Regions from separate parts of the Sus scrofa genome. Here region 2 is linked to region 1. The links are chromatin contacts, called in public Hi-C maps. All regions are on one chromosome and are shown on one strand. The core of a region is the stretch at or near the end of the contact, and the rest is flanking DNA. Distances in the headings are between cores, read along the strand shown. Region 1 overlaps SHROOM3 (protein Shroom3). Region 2 overlaps SHROOM3 (protein Shroom3).

The links. A called contact is a pair of places that touch in the nucleus more often than the background predicts.
Region 2: a Hi-C map of omental adipose tissue shows a contact between it and region 1, with 2.2 times the contacts expected there. The contact joins two enhancer-like sites. A contact is called at or near these places in 14 of 47 Hi-C or Micro-C datasets (alveolar macrophages, brain, embryonic fibroblasts and 9 more) and 1 of 2 datasets of contacts at active chromatin or transcription factors (skeletal muscle).

What each region holds. Positions count from the first base shown.
Region 1 is chr8:72,170,233-72,173,255 of Sscrofa11.1, forward strand. The region is part of intron 2 of SHROOM3 (protein Shroom3); the gene reads left to right. Among named protein-coding and RNA genes, the nearest start is that of SHROOM3, 74 kb to the left of the region's middle. Within about 2 kb of position 1,504, at least 10 of the 83 cell types and tissues checked have an H3K27ac peak or open chromatin away from gene starts, as enhancers often do. A contact at or near this core is called in omental adipose tissue, where this site is marked.
Region 2 is chr8:72,401,376-72,404,371 of Sscrofa11.1, forward strand. All of the region lies in intron 5 of SHROOM3 (protein Shroom3), which reads left to right. Among named protein-coding and RNA genes, the nearest start is that of SOWAHB, 140 kb to the right of the region's middle. Within about 2 kb of position 1,661, at least 9 of the 83 cell types and tissues checked have an H3K27ac peak or open chromatin away from gene starts, as enhancers often do. A contact at or near this core is called in omental adipose tissue, where this site is marked.

The DNA.
Region 1 (3,023 bases), core at 254-2,753:
TTACCAATGGTGGCAGAAGAGGCAGAGCCGGGGGTTGGGACACCAGGATCCTTGGTTGGCTGGTGGCCCCTGGCCAGGTGGGCTAGGAAAGAGGCAGGAGGCAGACCGTGGAATGAGATGGGCAACCCTGTTGCTGAAACAGAATAAAGGACCTGTCCACAGAAACTAGATAAGAGGCTTCCAAGAACTCCTGGGGGCAGAGGCCAGGGACCTGCTTCACATGCAGGCTGGGTGACCTTTAGCCAAAGAATTTCCACCTGAGGCCAAAGGGAATGGCTTGAGGCCTAAATAAGAAGCTCCCCCTTCTCTAAGGACCTAGAAGACGTCAAGACAGAGGTTGGCTTAAGCGGGGCAGGTGGAAGTAGAATGGAAGGGCTAAAAAGATAGGGTCATGGGTCAAGTGAAAGAGCTGTCCTCAGGACTGGAAGGAAGTGACATATAAATACGGGGATGAAGTCGATCAGTGGGTTAAGCCTGTGCCGTAGGATTCGAGCAGCTCGAGGCTGGGTTCATCATCCCCATAACTGGAGCTCAGCTCCTTCCTGAGATTCACCTCCAACAATGGCAGAGTGATTGGTGGTGAACTTTGCAGATTCTTGGGATGCTGCAGGTCTTCCTGGGGACCAGGGGGTGGGAGGGAGGGGGACGTCTTCACGCGAGAGAGCAGAGTACGGGCCATGAGCTGAGTTTTGATTCTCAGAGAAAATCCTTTTCCTTCTTGCCTTTTCTTCCTACTAAACGGTAGGGACAGAATAATGAAGGAAAGCAGCAGCTTTTTTAAACTGGTAGATTTGGGGAGTTCCTGCTGTGGCTCAGCGGGTTAGGAACCCAGCGTAAGAACGTGCCCCTGAGGATTCGGGTTCGATCCCTGGCCTCGCTCAGTGGGTTAAGGATCCAGTGTTTTCACAAGCTCTGGCATAGGCCTCAGCTGCAGCTCCCATTCGGCCCCTAGCCTGGGAACTTCCTAATGACACAGGTGTGGCCATTAAAAAAAAAAAAAGAAAAGGAAAAAAACTGGTAGATTCAGAATGTGGACTGTTTTCTTAGCATTCCCTCATTTGCCATCTTCCCAGGCCTGCTCTAGAGGTCATACACTTTGCAGGGTGCTTGGGGATCGAGGGTCAAATCAGGAAAATGTTTAACCTTTGAATTTGGTGGGCTTTGGGAAGCCATTTCCCAAATTACCTCCAAAATGAGTTGGGGTAGGGTGCCTGGAAGAATGGAAGAAAGGAAACCTAATGTGGCCTTGAGGGGCTGGTGGAGGGAGCGCTGCCAGGACATTGAGGCATAGGTTCTCTTATAACTTGACATTCCCAGGCAGGGAAAAGAAGCAGAAAATTCTGTTAAAGACCTTCTCACAGACCTGAATTGTGACTAACTGGGGAGAGCTTTAGGCAGGGCCCAGGGTGGAAAATGCTTCATATTTTGCTAAAACACAGAAAAGAGAGAAGGGGGATTGATCATAATTGACGTTGTTGACAACTTCATAAAAGTGCCCAAACCGTACGCGCACCCACATCTGGGTGAACAAGTCCTATAAAGTGCTCCGAGGCTTTGCAGGGCACCACCCTCCTCGGGCCAGCCTGCTGCTAGGCTCCCCGTACGATGCTGGGCCCCCAGCTCCCATCTGCAGAGCTGGAGCAGGTGGCTGACCTGTGTCCAGGGCTCGTCCTGGAGTTCCACAGACCACAGACCTCAGAGGACCCTCCATGGAACGGTTCAGGCCTTTCGTGGTTCCCCAACAGATGTTTTTGTCTGTGCTGTAGCCTCTAAGGGAGAGAGCCCTGGCTCAACATAAGAAAAAGCTGTACAGGCTGGCGTGGGGAGAAGAGGAAGCTGGTGGTTAATTGTAATTCTAACGTTTGCAGGGAAGACAATATTTCTACCTTGCTGATCACATTTATGATTACTTGCTTTGAGGGGGAAAGGAGAGCTGAATAATTGCTAAAGTAAAGCTTTTATTTTATTTATTTATTTATTTATTTATTTTTTGTCTTTTTGCCATTTCCCAGACTAGGGGTTGAATAGGAGCCATAGCCACCAGCCTATGCCAGAGCCACGGCAACGCGGGATCCGACCCACACCACAGCTCATGGCAACGCCAGATCCTTAACCCACGGAGCAAGGCCAGGGACCGAACCCGCAACCTCATGGTTCCTAGTCGGATTCGTTAACCACTGTGCCACAACGGGAACTCCCTATTTTATTTTTTATTTTTATTTATTTATTTTTTGTCTTTTTTTTTTTTTTTTTTTTTTTGCTATATCTTTGGGCCGCTTCTGCGGCACATAGAGGTTCCCCGGCCAGGGGTCCAATAGGAGCTGTAGCCGCCGGCCTACACCAGAGCCACAGCAATGCGGGATCCGAGCCGCGTCTGCAACCTACACCACAGCTCACGGCAATGCCGGATCGTCAACCCACTGAGCAAGGGCAGGGACCGAATCCGCAACCTCATGGTTCCTAGTCAAATTCGTTAACCACTGCGCCACGACGGGAACTCCCTATTTTATTTTTTAAATGTTGGCTGCAACTATGAAAGTTCCCCGGCCAGGGATCGAACCCACCACGGCTGTAACCAGAACCACAGCAGTGACAACACTTGGATCCTTAACCCGCTGAGCCAGAGAACTCCTAACGTAAAGGCTTTAAAAGAAAATGACTTCATTGTCTTTAGCAAACATCCACAGGGACAAGTCTCTGTCCTCACCTGGGAGGCACTGAGAAAATGCTGAGGATAAGGGGGAAATTTGGAAGACTTGGGGACTTTGCTTTTTCTTATCTGGGTCAGCCATTGATCTTTGAGAAATGATCCACTATTGTTTAGTCATTAACTGATCATTTCAAAACTTCTGCTGCTGCAACTCCTGGAGCAGGGGTGCAAAACTTGAGTGGATGGAAGCCCAGTGACCCACATTCAAAATCAGTCTATGGAGTTCCCGTAGTCGCACAGTAACAAATCCAACTAGGAACCATGAGGTTGCGAATTCCATCCCTGGCCCCACTCAGTGGATTAAGGATCTGTG
Region 2 (2,996 bases), core at 411-2,910, 230 kb after region 1:
CGTCAGACAGACATTTCTCAATTACACGTTATAACCTGCGCTGGAAGAAGCGACAGCCCCTTCCCTTCATGCCTCACGTCCTTCTTTCTGTAGTCACATATGTCTGTTTTTTTATCGGAATGATGGAATTCTGTATTTGAACTTCACACTTGGTTTTTCTCCCTCTCTTAAGGCGAGTTAACAACTTAGCTCCCACAGAAGCAGTGCACACCCCGATCACTGCTGTGTGCACTTCATCTTGGGTGATCCTTACCTACTCCCTCAAAACAGATACAGTGTCCTTAACCCCCTTTCACAGGACAGGACAGTGAGGCTGGAGAGACAGACTTGGCCAAGGTCAAACATCTGACCAGCCCCCAAGTCAAGACTCACATCCAGGCCCCAAGTCAGGTTTCAGAGCTGTGGCATGTAACCAGTGGCTAGCATTCCTCTACAGTAGTTATTTTATTTATTTTTTATTTTTATTTTTTTTGTCTTTTTGCCTTTTCTGGGGCTGCTCCCGCGGCATATGGAGGTTCCCAGGCTGGGGGTCCGATTGGAGCTGTAGCCACCAGCCTACGCCAGAGCCACAGCAGCACAGGATCCCAGCCGCATCTGCCACCTACACCACAGCTCATGGCAACGCCGGATCCTTAACCCACTGAGCAAGGCCAGGAATCGGACCCACAACCTCATTGTTCCTAGTCGAGTTCGTTAGCCACTGAGCCACGTCGGGAACTCCAGACCTCAGTTTAAATCTCAAGTTCCCCTCCTGTTACTTAAGCTTGAGTAAATCACTTTACCTCTTTGATCTCGGTTTCCTTGTCTGCAAAATAAAATTAATAATACATACTTAATTGGATCGTAGTGAGGACTAAGCAGGATAACATATGAAAAACACTTAGTTTAGTTCCTGGAACGTAGGAGGCACTCAATAATTATGAAAACCAATTATGATAATTAGGCTGAAGACTTATCTGAGGCACCGTGAAACCTAGCTTTGAGTTGGGTTGATGGCATAAACTTACACAATGCAGGTGTGTATCACTGAGTACCCCTCAGCAGTGGGGCCCTTTGGAGCCTCCTAACCCCCTAGCCTTAGGAGACCCTAAATCTGATGTCATACTGTGCCCTAAAAAACACGCTGACCCAAAGAGAAAAATGAGGCAGCTGCAATCCGTGTTAGAGTAACTGCTCGCAGTAACTATGGGGAGCTCCCCAGGGCCCCAGGAGAAGGCGGCGCTGGCTTCAGAAATACGTAAATACCGTATTTTTTAAAAAAAAAAAAATTTATTTGAAAAGTAGGAAATGAACAGTGTGATTTTAACATATATTTAGAATATGTACAAAGCTAGAAAAAGTTAAACTACAGAAAAGAAGGCAGAGAGAGAAGTACGATATTTTGAAGGCTGTGCCATTCCTCCTCCGCGTCCCAGCCTCCAGCGGGGGTGTGGATCTTGACCCTCTAATTCAGGCTTCAGAACAGCCTCCCCCGACAGAGTGACTGGCAGGGCAAGAGCTCTGTGTGGGGTGCAGAGGGAGATAGGAAGCTCAGGTCACCCCGGATGACACGGCACGGAGATTCTTTTCTGCCCCCGCATGCACGTAGCGTCCTATGGTCTGTTCAGCCACCCGCTGGCAGCTCTGGCAGAAGCTCTGCATCACGTTTCCGAGGAGCACAGTGGCATCTAGTGGCCTGGTGCTCCACACCCCTGGGACAGCCTTCCTTTAGCTCCAGAAACCCAGTCCCTGTCCTAAATGTGTGGCTCTGTTTCTCTTTCTTCTTAAAGCAGGAGGAGGGAGCTTGGGGCTGGGCAGAGGCCAGAGAGAGGGAGAGAGTGGTTCAAAGAGGCTGAAGACACGTCATTGGCCCTGTCTGCTGGCTCCCATCGGGAATTTCACTGCAGTCGTTCTTCAGCTGCTTTTGTCAGACCCTCATCACTGTCTTTTTGCTGTCCCCTGGAAGTCCCACAGTGGCCCTAAAGTATCAGAACTTCTAAAGACCTGGGGACTTTAGAAGAAGCCTTGAAAAGTCATGTGATCTGGTTCCCTCCTGAGAGGCTGAAAGAACAGTCTTAAAATATTGAAGAAGCCGTACATGTTCATCAATCATTCTTTCAGCAAATATGCCTGGAATACTCTCTGTGTCATGGATGATTTCCAGTTACTGAGGGCAGAGGGCTGAAGAAGACATAAAACCCCCTACCCCAGAATATTTATTGTTTCCCCAGATGCAGTCCTTGGAATAATCATCCATTAGGTGCTCCTTAGAGAAAAGTTTCTGGGATCATTTAAGTTTAGAAAACACTGCTTAGTGGAGTTCCCATCGTGGCTCAGTGGTTAATGAATCTGACTAAGAACCATGAGGTTGCAGGTTTGATCCCTGGCCTCACTCAGTGGGTTAAGGATCCGGTGTTGCCATGAGCTGTGGTGTAGGTTGCAGATGCGGCTCGGATCCTGCGTTGCTGTGGCTGTGGTGTAGGCCGGCAGCTACAGCTCCGATTAGACCCCTAGCCTGGGAACCTCCATATGCCACCGGAGCGGCCCAAGAAATGGCAGAAAAGACAAAAAAAAAAAAAAGAAGAAGAAGAAAAGAAAGAAAACACTGCTTTGTATATTTTCCTTTAAGCATATCACATAAGCAACAGTGTATGACGGACTCTGACGTCTTAAAATAACTACCAAGTATTGGGGAAATAACTATTAAAAAATAATAAAATTATTGGGGAAATAACTATTAAAAACAATAAAAATAAAAGTATTGGGGAAATAACTACTAAAAAATAAGAATAATAAAAAATAAAAATAAAGAATTAAAGTAACTAAAGTTATTCAACTTGTTTAGCTCAGTATTATCCAAACATATCTGATCGTCTAAGGAATTCAGGTTCTGGGTGTACCTTTAGGCAATGTTGTCATACACGTGTTTTGTGCTCTTTGCTGTGTTTTAAGTATTTAGAAAGTACTTTTAAGCAGATAGGATGTCATGTCAAATGGTACATGTCCATGAAGAAAAT